Linked DNA regions of Sus scrofa: region 2 is linked to region 1. A link is a contact called in public HiChIP or PLAC-seq data. All regions are on one chromosome and are shown on one strand. Each heading gives the region's core, a stretch centred on a gene start, on an enhancer-like site or on the middle of the called end of the contact. The rest is flanking DNA. Distances are from core to core; before and after follow the strand shown.

What was found. HiChIP or PLAC-seq counts read pairs in DNA pulled down with a chosen protein or histone mark.
Region 2: a contact with region 1 is called in an H3K27ac HiChIP or PLAC-seq map of alveolar macrophages. The contact joins two enhancer-like sites. A contact is called at or near these places in 1 of 5 promoter capture datasets (liver), 4 of 47 Hi-C or Micro-C datasets (brain, differentiating spermatogonia, embryonic fibroblasts and 1 more) and 2 of 2 datasets of contacts at active chromatin or transcription factors (alveolar macrophages and skeletal muscle).

The regions. Positions count from the first base shown.
Region 1 is chr2:5,285,342-5,292,783 of Sscrofa11.1, reverse strand. It overlaps KDM2A (lysine demethylase 2A), which reads left to right. Exons shown (of 20, transcript NM_001160090.1): 3 at 1,171-1,249; 4 at 2,179-2,225; 5 at 6,715-6,893. Among named protein-coding and RNA genes, the nearest start is that of GRK2, 62 kb to the right of the region's middle. Within about 2 kb of position 3,138, at least 5 of the 83 cell types and tissues checked have an H3K27ac peak or open chromatin away from gene starts, as enhancers often do. A contact at or near this core is called in alveolar macrophages, where this site is marked.
Region 2 is chr2:5,341,348-5,348,789 of Sscrofa11.1, reverse strand. The region is part of intron 1 of KDM2A (lysine demethylase 2A); the gene reads left to right. Among named protein-coding and RNA genes, the nearest start is that of KDM2A, 11 kb to the left of the region's middle. Within about 2 kb of position 3,384, at least 3 of the 83 cell types and tissues checked have an H3K27ac peak or open chromatin away from gene starts, as enhancers often do. A contact at or near this core is called in alveolar macrophages, where this site is marked.

The DNA of each region.
Region 1 (7,442 bases), core at 1,889-4,388:
GGGTTCAGAACCTTGATGTAGGAAATTACTGACTTTGGGAACTGTGGGCTCAACATCGCTGCAGCCAAAAAACTCCCTATTGATGCTAGGATGCTCTTTATCTTTATTTTCTCTTATTACACAGTGCCACTCATGTGTCATCCCCCTCCCCAGTCCTCTCACTGAGTGAGTCATTTTTTACTGTGTTAGAAGAAGCAAACATTTATTTATTAGGGCAAGAGTGTTGGAATTTTTCCCTAAAGGCCTCTTCCTTTTTCTTCTATTCCTTGGTTCGGGTTTAATTAACAGTAGTATTATAGGACTTCCTATTGTAACTTAGGTTAAGAATCTGTCTCTGTGAGGATGACCGTTTGATCCCTGGCCTTGCTCAATGGGATAAGGATCCAGCATTGCTGCAAGCTGCCATGTAGGTTGCAGATGTGGCTTGGACCCAGTGTTGCTGTGGCTGTGCTGTAGGCCTCAGCTGCAGCTCCAATTCAGCCCCTAGCCTTGGAACTTCTATGTACTGCAGGTGTGGCTGTAAAAAGGAGGGAAAAAAAAAAAGAATTGAACAATAAAGTTCCTTTTATGTATGTATCTTTCCCACGAAAATTGAGGAGGGATTCCATGTGTACCATGCAGGTTTTTATTCCTTGGAAACTGACAAGGATGTCATGGTACATATTGTAGTGAACAAAATTACATTTTTAGGTTATTGGGAGACAGGGTAATGATTTCTGCTTAGGATTTATGAGATGACTCACTAGTACTCCCCTGTTGGGTAGACTCTTAATTATTATGGAAATATAAATTTAGCAAGCCCCTTGAGCCCTGTTCCTAAGGGAACTCTCCTTATATGTAAGAGATGCTTCTTGGTGTTCCCCTGTGGAACAGCAGGTTAAGAATCTGGCATTGTTGCTGCAATGGCATGGGTCACTGCTGTGGCACAGGTTTGATCTCTGGCCTGGAAGGTTCAACATGTTGCAAGCATGCCCCCCCCCCCCCACCCCCCGCCCAGAAAAGAGAGAGATGCTTCTTAATAACAAGTATGTATCATCTAACAGCAAAACTCTATACACAGAAATAGCAAACATCCTCTCTGCCTTATTACTTAGGATCCTTTTTATAGTCCTTTTATCTTTTTCTAGCTATATTCTTGCCTTTCTAACAGTTGTTTTCCTATGGTAACAGATTTTAATGTAGAGTATATCCAGCGTGGTGGCTTAAGAGACCCTCTGATTTTCAAGAATTCTGATGGACTTGGAATAAAGTAAGTTCTATGTTGATTGGATGTAGTTGCAAAATGTCCATGTTATATCCAGGGCTTTAGAGAAAAGCAGTAGATAACTGAAATAATTTCCTATTTAGTTTTAAAAGTATGTCTTTTTCTCTTTTTGTTATAAAACCATTCATGGTTGTTATAGGTAAATGAGAAAATATAGATGAGCTATAAAGAAAATAAATTTAGGAGGTCCCATTGTGGCTCAGTGGAAATGAACCCAACTAGTATCCCTGACCTCGTTCAGTGGGTTAAAGATCTGGAGTTGTCTCGAGCTTCGGTGTAGGTTGCAGACATGGCTCAGATCTGGTGTTGTGGTGTCTGTGGTGTAGGCCGGCAGCTGTAGCTCTCAATTCAGCCCATAGTCTGGGAATTTTCATATGCTTCAGATGTGGCCCTTAAATAAAAAAGAAAAGAAATCAATTTAAATTTCCTGAGGGAGTTCCCTTCGTTGCACAGTGGAAGCGAATCCAACTAGTATCCATGAGGATGCAGGTTCAATCCCTGGCCTTGCTCATTCGTTCCGGGATCCAGTGTTGCCGTGAGCTGTGATGTAGATTGCAGACATAGCTTGGATCCCAAGTTGCTGTGGCTGTGGTATAGGCCAGCAGCTGTAACTCTGATTCAACCTCTAGCCTGGGAACTTTCACATACCATGTGTGCGGCCCTAAAAAGCAAAATAAAATAAAATAAATCTCCTGAAATCTGTCACCCTGCGATAATCACTGTTAACTTTTTCCCGTGTATTTTTTCCTATGTGCATATGTGTGTATATATAAACATTTATATTTAAAATATATTTTAAATCCTCAATATGAAGATTGATGTGTCCTGATTGGGGAGTTGTTAGTATTTTAAGGAAAAGCTCACCCTGACTAGAGAAGTGCGTCCCATTGTACTTACTGGTGTTTGTTTCATAGGATGCCAGATCCAGACTTCACTGTGAATGATGTCAAAATGTGTGTGGGTGAGTATTAAACTTGAGGCCTTTGACTGTCTTTGAGGTAAAGATTTAAGAAAACTGGGTCTTAAATCTCCCACTGAGATTTAAGGCTTAGGAACATTGAAGTGTATATTCCACTGAAGTATACATTACTTGAAGTAGTTTCTTCATTGGAAACTAATATTTAGCAACTGAGAATTTTCTCAAAGGGAGTCTCAAAGTTGCTTCATTTCGTACTGTTCACTAGACATAGAACATTTCAACCTCCTCTTTTCCTACGTAGCATTTTTTCACTGTGCATTGTTCCTTCTTTCTGTGAAGAGTCTGCCTTCCAGGGCAGTCTCCCCAGGAAAGTGAAATTTTATATCTCTGAGCCAAGAATGAAACTTCATTATTATCCGTCATTCTCTTCCTTTCCCTAAAAGCCATAGAGAGATTTCCAGGAAATTTTCACCAATAAAAATTTGGTAACTTGGCTACAATTTGAAACTTTGGAAGCTGAGAAGTAGATACATTAAAATTTCTCTTCATCAGTGATTGGTTAACTTGAGTCTTCAATCAGATTTATATTATTATTATATTCAAAATTTAGGAAAAGGAAGCAAACTAGAATAACCAATTAAATAAGAAAACGACTTCCTGGGGTCAGTCAGTAAGGGTTCAGGTCAATTTTCTGCAAATCATTGGTGTTCACTGTGATGCTGAGACATGCCAGGATCCCAAGGAATTCAGAGGCAGTCACTCGCCTGTACATGATAAGGCAGTAAAATGGATTAAAATATTTTAGAAATGTTTCTAACAGGACATGAAACAAAAGGAGTTTTCTTATCCTTCCTTCCTAACACTACAACTTCTGTTGTGTTTTGTCCTCTATGCTGAAGCTCCAGCGTTCTTTGAAATTCAGTCTTGCAATACTTGATCTTGGCCACTTGAGGGCTCTTTTTTTTTCTTTTTTTTTAACCGGATAACTTCTGTTTATCCAAGAGGTAAATGTCCTAGGTAGAGGAAGTTTCTCTCATTTCCTGTATTTTCTATTCCCCTCCCTCTTTCTGTGTTAGATTCTAGCTATCTGCTTGCCACTATGCATTTCCTATTACTTAGCACAGTCTATAGAGTATAGTACCTACTCAGTAAATCTGCTTAGTAATTGCTTTCCTACTCTTCAGAAGACAGGGCTCTTGGGGGCCTCAGAAAACCTAGTACTTGAGTACATATTGGCCCATCACTTGACTTCTTTTCTTAATGGACTTCCAGGAAGTAATTTCTTGGATCCTAAAGTTAATGAACCACCATAGCTTTTCTCTGTTGAGTAGGCATTCTTACAGGTTTGTGGTTGACAGATGATCTGCATCAGAGTCATCTATGATACTTGTTAAAAATATGGACTTCTTGCGGCCCAGCGGTAATGAATCCAACTAGTATCCATGAGGATGCCAGGTCGATCCCTGGCCTCACTCAGTGGGTTAAGGATCTGATGTTGCTGTGATCTGTGGTGTGATCGCAGATGCAGCTCGGATCCCTGGTTGCTATGGCTGTGGTGTAGGCTGGCAGCTGCAGTTCCCATCGACCCCTAGCCTGGAAACTTCCATATGCCACAGGTGAGGCCCTAAAAAGCCAAAAAAAAAAAAAAAAAAACCAAACAAACAAACAAAAAAAACATTCCATCATGTAAACCTTATGTAATGGGATGCATTGATTTTTAAGTGTGGACTCAAACACAACTGGCTGGTTTCAAATTCTAGCTCCACTAATTCCTAGCTGCATAACTCTGGACAAGTTAAACGTGAAGAACAGTGTCTGGCACATAGTATGTGCTTAATGAACGTTAGTTATTACTACGACTGTCATTATTTTATCTAAATGCTCTGATAGCATTAGCAGAGTGGAACTGTGCTTGCTTTGACCTACGTTCTTTTTTTTTTTTTTTTGGTCTTTTGTCTTTTTAGGGCTGCACCCATGGCATATGGAGGTTCCCAGGCTAGGGGTCTAATCGGAACTGTAGCTGCCAGTGTACACCACAGCCACAGCAACGCAAGATCCGAGCCACATTTGCAACCTACACCACAGTTCACGGCTAAGCCACATCCTTAACCCGCTGAGTGAGGCCAGGGATCGAACCCAAAACCGCATGGTTCCTAGTTGGATTCGTTTCCGCTGTGCCATGGGCGGGAACTCCTGACCTGCGTTCTTAAAGGAAAGCAATAAGTTTTCTTTTTAAAAATTATGATAAAAATACAAAACCTAAAATTTATCATTGTAATAATTTTAAAGTGTCCAACTTGGTGGCATTAAATATATTCATAGTGTGCAGGCATCACAAATAGCTAGTTCTAGAACTTTTTCATCACCGCAGACAAACTCCACACCATTAAGTAGTCATTCCCCATTCCCTCCTTCCCTCAGGGCCTGGCAGCAACTAATGGACTTTCTGTCTCTGTGGATTTGCCTGTTTTGGATATTTCATGTAAATGGAATGATGAAATATGTAGCCTTTTGTGTATGGCTTCTCTGACTTAGCATAATGTGTATCTGTTTGCAGTATTTCATAGTACTATTCCTTTTATGGGTGAATAATCCATTCGTTGTGTGGGTATTCCACAATTTGTTAATTCATCTATGGATGGACACTTGGGTCATTTCCACCTTTTTGCTGTTGTGACTAGAGCTGCCAAGACACATTCATGTGTAAGTTTTTGTTTGAACGCCTGAGTTTGATTCTTTTGTATATATACCTAGGAATTACTGGGTCATATGGTCATTCTTTGTTTAATTTATGGAGGAACTGCCAAACTGTTTTCCAGAGCAGCACCATCTTACATTCCTATTGCCAAAATCTGAGAGGGTTCCAGTTTCTCTGCATCCTTGCCAGTACTTTTTGTTTTCCTTTTTTTTTTTTTTTTTTTTTTAATTATGGCCGTCCTAGTGGGTGCGAAGTGGTATTTCAAGCCAATTTTGATTTAGCATTTGCCTTTTCTTCCAAACAATGAAGGGTAAGTTCAGTCCATCTTCTTGCGTCACTTATCTTTTTACGTGTATTCTGCCATATGTACTTCATTGTGGCCATATTCTTGTCCTGTTGCCCGTTGTCTCTTATCTTTAACTAGACTGTAAACTCCTTGAAGAACAGGGGATCAGGTTCCCAACACTACCTGGTATATCCACCAGGGCCAGGTATATATATGGTATGTGTTTGTTAATTTCTTAAATTGAACAATATTCTTGATAGACCAGTGGCAGCTTTTAATTTTTTCTCTCCCCTCCTTGACCACCACTTTTTTTTTTAATTAAAAAAAAAATTTGGCCACGCCCATGTTATGTGGAAGTTCTTGGGCCAGGGATCAAACCCATGCCACAGCAACAACCCAGGCCTCTGCAGTGACAACACCCAGATCCTTAACCCACTGCGCCAAAAGGGAACTCCTGATCACCATTTTAAAAAAAAAAACTGTTTAGTTCTACTGCCACTCCTATCTTCTCTTATGCTGTTGCTACTGCACGAAATTCTCTCTGTTGAATCTTGTTGAAATTGTATTTATTCCTCTAAGCCCAACTCAAATGTCTCTTCTTCCCTGTCTTTTTTCTAAAAGCATTCTCTGGTCAATCTAGTTTAAAAAAACTTTTCTAGTTTTCCTTTTATTTTTACTGCTATTTAATTGAGCACCTATTTTGTGTCAAACATTCTATTTTGTTCACTAAATCCTCACAACAGCCCACAGTGATATTATTCCTAAGTTATAGGAGAAACCATTAAAGTTCAGAGAAGTTTAAATAGCTTGCCCAAGTAATAGTAGAGCTGAGATTTTAAACTTAGGTCTCTTCGGCTCTGAGGCTGCTGTTTTCTCCTCCTATTTATGCTGCTGCCTTTGGCATTCTGCCTTTTATTGCGGTTGTTACAGTTGGTTGAGAATCTGATATAGATCTTTGTGTCCATCAAACTGTCTTTATCATTCAATAAATATTTACAGAATGATGAAAGGGGCATTATACTAGAAATAATTGACAGATTTGAGAAATAACTCTTTTAAACAAAACAATAAGCAGATTTAAATTTAATTTAGTGCTCACTAAATAGTAGATCCTTTATTCAGTTGTGGTACAGGTTAGGTGAGTCTTCAAACCTGCATCAAAGCCTTGTAACTCAGTGGATAAGAACATTGACTCTAGAGTTGGGCTGCCTGAGTTCTTGTTCTGCTTTGTCCTGCAAGTTATGTAACACCTATTTTCTCATCACTGAATAGTACTTAGTACTTAAAATTATTAGGATTGAGTGAGATGGTGAGTAAGGGTCAGTGCCTGACCGTACAGTGAACATGCCGTAGGGAGGAATTACCATTGTCTTTCCTCTTCTCTGTGATTTGATTTTCTGTTGTTACTTCTTTCAAGTGACAACTGTCTCCTATCACTGACTACCCTAAATAAAACAAGATAGTTTACTTCCACTTGTGTCTTATATTCTTCATATACTTAAGGATATTAGTGGCTCAGTAGAGATGACATGCATCTTTCATGACAGGGAGTCGTCGTATGGTGGATGTCATGGATGTGAACACACAGAAAGGCATTGAAATGACTATGGCTCAGTGGACACGCTACTATGAGACCCCAGAGGAGGAGCGAGAAAAACTCTATAATGTCATCAGCCTAGAGTTCAGCCATACCAGGCTGGAGAACATGGTGCAGAGGCCGTCCACGGTTAGTCTAATCATTTTTTCTACATCGTTAGCAAGAGGGAGAATTAATAACTTATACATAGAAAGATGAAGTTGAACAAGACAAATGATGAGAATAACTTGTATTTTTAGAAGGTTCATCATTTTCTAACATGACCTAATTTGATGTGGGGAGAGGCCATTCTGATAATTTAGACACATTAGCCTTTGCATGTAATAGAGTCGAGTCTTAAAATATATTTTGATCAGAACTATCAGTAGGAAGTTTGCCTAATAAATTTCTATCGTATTGGTTTATACTTGCAGAGATGTTTGGGGAAAAACTGATTTAGAGCCAGGTGGTTTTTGTTTATGAGATGGTTTCTTTTTTTTCTTTTTCTTTCTTTTTAGGGCCATACCTGCAGCATATGGAAGTTCCAGACTAGGGGTCAAATCAGAGCTGCAGCTACAGGCCAGCACCACAGCCACAGCAACACCGGATCTGAGCCTCATCTGCCACCTATACCACAGCTCACAGCAACACCAGACCCTTAACCCACTGAGTAGGCCAGGGATCGAACCTACAGCCTCA
Region 2 (7,442 bases), core at 2,135-4,634, 56 kb before region 1:
CTTGGGAGCACTTTCGGGGTGCAGTTTTGATCCCTGGCCTGGCACAGTGGGTTGAAGATCAGGCATTGCTGCAGCTGTGGCTTAGGTCATGACTGTGGCTTGGATCTGATCCCCAGCTTGGGAACTTGATATGCCTCATGGTGGCCAAAACAGGAAAAAGAAAAAGAAAAACAAAACAAAACAACAACAAAAAAAACCCTGTAAGGTAAATGGTATAATTTTGTTTTATTTTTTATTTTTTGGTCACACTGAAGCATGTGAAGTTCCCAGGCTAGGGATCAAATCAGCACAACAGCAGCTTCCCAAGCCACATCAGTGACAATGCTGGATCTTTAACCCGCTGAGCCACAAGAGAGCTTCTAGATGTTATAGTTTTAAACCTTGATTTTTTTTTTTGGCTGCCTCATGGCATATGGAGTTCCCGGGCTGGGGATCAGGCCTGAGCTGCAGCTGCAGCAACACTAGATCCTTAACCCACTGTGCCGGGCCAGTGATTGAACCTGTATCCCAGTGCTCCCAAGATGCTGCCAATCCCATTGCGCCACAGTGGGAACTCCAAACCTTAATTTTTTTATTATGGAAAGGTCACAAAGTCTGTAAGGGGTGGAACCAGACCTTGAACTCTGTGCTTCTTTAACACTGTCTCATCTCTGATATTTCATACAGAAAACAAATGATACGTACACTTTTGTTGTAGAACATTGTAAACTGAGTACTTTATCTTTTTGGGGGGCTACTTTTACAATTTCTTTTCATAACAAATATGTTCTTAAGTGAGATACATCCTAAATGAGATAGCTACAAATACTTGACAGCTAATATTTGATCATGCTGAAAAATGGGAATTCCTGGTGTGGCACAGCAGAAACAAATCCAACTAGGAAGCATGAGGTTGCGGGTTCGATCCCTGGCCTCGCTCAGTGGGTTGGGGATCCGGTGTTGCTGTGAGCTGTGGTGTAGGTCGCAGACATGGCTTGGATTTGGCTACAGCCTATACCAGCCTGGGAACCTCCATATGCCACGTGCATGCGGCCCTAAAAAGACAAAAAAAAAAAAAAAAAAAAAAAAAAAAAAAAATTGGGAAGTTCCCATTGTGGCTCAGCAGTGTCGAGCCTGACTAGGATCCATGAGGATGCGGATTTGATCCCTGGTCTCACTCACTGGGTTAAGGATCTGGCATTGCTGTGAGCTGTGGTGTAGGGCACAAATGTAGTCTGGATCCCACATTACTGTGGCTGTGATGTAGGCTGGCAACTGTAGCTCCGATTCAACCCCTAACCAGGGAACTTCCGTATGCTGCAAGTACAGCCCTAAAAAGCAAAAAAAAAAAAAAAAAAAGCACATTCTTTCTTCTTTGTGAACTTTGAACTTATCTATTAAAATAGCAGTATTTGGAGATCCCTTGTGGTGCAGTGGGTTAAGGATCTAGTGTTGTCACTGCAGTGGCTTGAGTCATTGCTGTGGTGCGGGTTTGGTCCCTGGCCCTAGAACTTCCATATGCCTCGGGCAAGGCCAAAAGAAAAAAAAGAAAAAAAAAAAAGCCATACTTGTGCAGTTTGTGTATCTCAAGCCTTTTATTTATGCATGTCACTCATATCATTGTTTTCTCTTTTAAATTTTAGGTTCTTGGGGGTTTCTGTATCTGTGACTACCTGGTGTAACCTTAAAACATAAAGATAAAAGGCATCAGATAGTGACCAAATGAGTGATTTTTGGCAAATAAAATGGTGAAGGCCTCCTTCAGGTAGGTTGAGAGAAGGAGGGAAGAGGGCGGTCTTGCAGGAGATAGAGATAGCTGGAGTTCCCATCGTGGTGCAGTGGAAACGAATCCAACTGGGAACCATGAGGTTGCGGGTTCGATCCCTGACCTCGCTCAGTGGGTTAAGGATCCGGCATTGCCGTGAGCTGTGGTGTAGGTCGCAGATGTGGCTCACCTCTGGTGTAGGCTGGCAGCAATAGCTCCAATTAGACCCTTAGCCTGGGAACCTCCGTATGCGGCAGGTGCTGCTCTAAAAAGACAAAAGACAAAAAAAAAAAAAAAACCTAGGAGAGATAAGATATAAGCTTTGCTATGGAGTGGGTAGCCTATTGCTATTAGATTAGAAGGACTAAAGTAGTTTGTTTTGGGATGTACTGTTGATAATGTACGGAACAATATTTTAAACAATTATGAAGGGCAAGCATGGAAAATAGAGAGCCATTAGAAGTTTTTTTTTTTTTTTTTTTTTTGTCTTTTTGCCATTTCTTGGGCCGCTCCTTCGGCATGTGGAGGTTCCCGGGCTAGGGGTCTAATCGGAGCTGTAGCTGCCAGCCTACACCAGAGCCACAGCAACGCAGGATCCGAGCCGCGTCTGCGACGTACACCACAGCTCACGGCAATGCCGGAACCTTGACCCACTGAGCAAGGGCAGGGATCAAGCCCGCAACCTCATGATTCCTAGTCGAATTCATTAACCACTGCGCCACGACGGGAACTCCCAGAAGTTTTTTTTAATTTTTTTTTTTTTTTTTTTAGGGCACCTGTGGCATATGGAAGTTCCTAGGCTAGGGGTCGAATCCGAGCTGTAGCTGCTGGCCTATGCCACAGCAACACGGCATCCGAGCCTCATCTGTGATCTATATCACAGTTCATGGCAATGCCAGATCCTTTTTTTTTGCTTTTTAGGGCTGCACCTATGGCATTTGAAGGTTCCCAGGTTAGGGGTGAATCAGAGCTACAGCTACGGGCCTACGCCACAGCCACAGCCATGCCACATCCAAGCCAAACCACGTCTGCAGCCTGCAGCACAGCTCATGGCTATACCGGATCCTTAACCCACTGAGCAAGGCCAGGGATCGAATCTGAAACCTCATGGTTTCTAGTTGGACTTGTTTCTGCTGCACCACGACGGGAACTCCACTTATGGTGTGCAGTAAACTTGATAATGGGATTTCATTTCCCAGACCAGGGATTGAACCTGGGCCACAGTAGTGAAAGTGCTGAATCCTAACCACTAGGCCACCAGTGAGCTCCCTCGCAGTTTTTTTTTTTTTTTTTTTTTTCCCCATTTCTGCTGCGCCACAACAGGAACTCCACATTTCTTAATCTGTGTGAAATATGCCCTAGGAGTTGGGCGTTATGCCAAAAAAGAAAAGAAAAAAGAAAAAAGAAGAAGCCCTTTCTTGGATGGATAAGATAAAGGAAAAATCACCCTGTGTATTTGAAAGAAAGGGAGAAAAAAAAGTCCAGTTTGATGAATAATAGCATGCATTAATTGAGTGTATACTATGTGCTTGGTACTGGCACTTCAACTTAATTCTCAGCAACCCTTTGAGGTGGGTTCTGATTCCCATTTTCTAGTTTGGAAACTGAGGCGTGGTGCAGTCAAGTGACTTGTCTCAGATTATTCAGCTAAGTAGTCATAGGAGTCATAGGAGGCAATCTGGCTCCCAGGCCCATTAAGCTGTACTGCCTCTTCTCCAGCTTTGTTGGAGCACAGTTTGTAAATGTATTGCTGATGAATTTAGGGTGTTCCCCAAGTCTTTTCTCATTGAGGAGATTTCATTCACATAAATGTTTGCTGAGTGCTTATACTGTATCAGGTACTTAACTTGGGCCTTGCTCTTTTTGAACTTCCAAATACTGTGCGTTCAGATAGTGCTGAATATTTTGAAGAAATGAGGGAGTGATGAAGTACTTGTGGGGTAGGGGTCACTCCTTGAGCCTGGGTCATTGGTAAAGGCTCCCTGAGAAGATGGTGGTTTGTAACAGACCTGAGTGATAAGGAGCCAATCTTGTGAAGTTTAGGAGCTCAGGGAACCAGGTCTGGGTCAGCAGAGTTCTAGGTAGAGGGACTAGCTAATGCAGAGCCCTATGGTAGGAATGAGAAAATATTATAGACACTTAACCAAATGTCAGCACCATGCAGGGCACTTAGGATATGGATATAGTGATGAGCAAGATAGGTATGGTCCCTCTGTCATCAAGATTACAGTCTATTTGGGAAGTCAGACTTTAAACAAATACTTATACTAGTAATGTTAATTATAGTTAGGCAGAGGACTGCAAAGATAAATATAGGATGCAATGAGAGTGTATAACAGGGTGACCTAATCCAAACTTGAGGAATGGGAGGAGGGAGGCATCAGAGAACACTTTTCCTGAGAAAGCCTTTCAAGCTGAGCCTGAATAAGAGGTAACCAGGCAAAAAGAAGTGATTATCATATGCAAAAACCCAATCAAACAAAGCCAAGAGGACAGTATTGGCTGGAGAGAAGTGATAGAGACAATCAAAATCTTTTTTTTTTTTTTTTTTTGGTCTTTTTGCCTTTTCCAGGGCCGCTCCCGCGGCATGTGGAGGTTCCCAGGCTAGAGGTCGAATCCGAGCTGTAGCCACCGGCCTACGCCAGAGCCACAGCAACGCGGGATCCGAGCCGCGTCTGCAACCTACACCACAGCTCACAGCAATGCGGGATCGTTAACCCACTGAGCAAGGGCAGGGACCGAACCCACAACCTCATGGTTCCTAGTCGGATTCGTTAACCACTGTGCCACGAGGGGGAACTCCGACAGTTAAAATCTTGACAGGGTAGTCAGGGGTCACTGAGTAGGGCTTTATTCTGAAGGCAGTGGGAATGCAGAAGTTCAGCAGAGGAGTAATATGCCTAGACTCATATTAATATCTACAGCTGCAATGTAGAGAAAAGATCAGGGAGAGAGTGAGAATGGATTTGGTGAGACCAGTTAGGAAGCTACTGCAGTGGTTCAGTTAAGGCAAAATTGGTAGTGTGGTTGAGAGTGCCTGACAGTAGAATTAGAGACATTTTGGAGTTCCCGTCGTGGCTCAGTGGTTAACAGAGAATCCGACTAGGAACCATGAGGTTTCGGGTTCAATTCCTGGCCTTGCTCAGTGGGTTGAGGATCCGGCGTTGCTGTGAGCTGTGGTTTAGGTTGCAGACATGGCTCAGATCCTGCGTTGCTGTGGCTCTGGTGTAGGCCGGCGGCTACAGCTCCGATTCGACCCCTAGCCCGGGAACCTCCATATGCCACAGGAGCAGCCCAAGAAATGCCAAAAAAAAAAGAAAAAGAATTAGAGACATTTTGAGAAATATTTAGGAAATAGAATCCAAGGATTTTTGGTTCTTTGTTGTGTGGAGGGTGAGGTTAAGGGGGTACTTAGAAGCATGACTCCTAAGTTTTTCTCATGTGAGTGGTTTGTGGTGCAGTCCTTTGATTGAGTTATAGGGCACACTGAAGGAAGAGCAGGTTTGGAAATTGAAGGGAAGAGCCTAAGTTCAGTTTTGAGTATATTCGTTTGTTTGTTGTTTTGTCTTTTTGTCCTTTTTAAGGCCGTACCCATGGCATATGGGGGTTCATGTGCCATGGCGGGAACTCCTTGTTATGTTTTAAGTTGGAAATTCCACTGCATTGTTTTTTCTGTGTGTGTTATTTAATGGCATTATCAATGATTACTCCTTCCTCGGTTATCCTTCCCATCTAGTCAGTTGCTAAGGACCTGTTGGATTTCTGTCTGACATACATCTCCTTGTAGTTCCTACTTCTAGATCTTACTTTTAGCCTGGACTATTGCAGTTATCTTCTTCTTAGATTTTTTTTTTAGTATCTTTTTATTATCATATTGAGCTTCCAAGGTTCTGATAATGTTGTTCCCATCTTCTGTGACATTTCTATAAAGTCAGTGGTTGTGTAGGACAGACATTGGACTTTGGTTCATGAGACTTGGCTTTAGTTTTAGCTTATAAACTGTATAATCTTGAATAAATCACTTAACTGTCATGAACTTTAATTTTTCACATGTGGGACAGTAAAAATAAAACATTTTGGAGATAGCTTATTAGTGCTTGGTTAACTTTGCCATTTTAGGCACAAATTCCTTAGCTTAGTATTTATGCTTTCCCACATACTTGTGATATCCTGACCCCACCCTACTTGTCATCCTCTAAAGCCCATTTGCAGTATTGTTTTCCTAATCCTGTATGTAGAAGGAAACCTCTTTTCTGAATCCTCATACTTTTTTTCTCCCTACCTCTCATGTTAATTAACTGGATACAAGATAGAAAGTTTAATTAGGTGTAGATTATATTCTCCTTGAGGACAAAGCATGACTTAACACAGTACTATTTACATCACTGAGACTCTAACATTATGAGTTGGTTAACTTTGTCATGAAGACGAAGTAGGAGTTCCCCTTGTGGCTCAGCAGTGAAACCGACTAGTATCCATGAGGACGAGGGTTTGATCCCTGGCCTTGCTCAGTGGGTTAAGGATCCATCATTGCTGTGAGCTGTGGTGTAGGTCACAGACTTGGCTTGGATCCCGAGTTGCTGTGTCTGTGGCATAGGCTGGCGGCTACAGCTTCAATTGGACCCCTAGTCTGGGAACCTCTGTTTGCCTCTGGTGGGGCTCTAGGAAGAAAAAAAAAAACAAACAACAAAAAACAGGGGCGGGGGGGGGAACGACACGAAGTAGAGTGTAATAAAATTTACTCTGCTCTCTTAAGTGCTGACAGTAATGTTATAATTATCAAAGAGAAGGGGAACCAAAAAATAAAAATTTACCGTATCTGGTTGCCCCACTTGTTGTGGTCACTAGAGAAAGGAGGAGTAGACTGCGCTCATTCTTCCAGACCATCAGTTATGTTATCTCTTACACTGTGCACACCAGGCTACTTTCATAATTAGTTTGGTTCCCCTGTTCCTTGATATTGGGAAAGGGGTTCCCTGGATAAAGGGCATGGATATTCATAGTCGGTGCTAGGCATTGTGAAGAAGTTAACTGACGCTTCTTTTGTCTTGCAGAGTTGAGTACTAGCCTACCAAGATCCCTCCTCTGAACCTTCAAGGAGACAAAAATGTCCGTTTAACAACAGTACTGTCTACATTCTTCTTAAGTACAAAGCCTTGAACATGGTGTGTAGAATGCTAAGATATCTTCATTCCTTAGTTCAGACCCTTTTCTCTGGGCAGCATTTCTTAACCAGATCAGATCATGCAGTTACAAGTTCTTATGGTATGGAATACCTCTTATGCATGGCACTTCTCAGAATTGCCACTTTATACTTACTTGGGTTATTATTTCATCGTCTATTTCCCTATTAGAGTATATGCATCATTAAAGGCTGCTGCAGTGCTTTTTCTCATCACTTTACCCCCATGCTTTGTTCAGAACCTGGTCCACAGCAGATTCTTGACAGAATTTTTTTCTTGAGGATGTGCGTGTCTACAGTGCTTTCCCTCCCACCCCATTCTGTCTTCTTGGGTAAGATCTTAGCTATCCTCCAAGGCCCTCAGATGTTGTTATCTTTTTTTTTTTTTTTTTTGTCTTTTGTCTTTTTGGTGGTTGTTGTTGTTATTGTTGCTATTTCTTGGGCCGCTCCCGCGGCATATGGGGTTCCCAGGCTAGGGGTCCAATCGGAGCTGTAGCCACCGGCCTACGCCAGAGC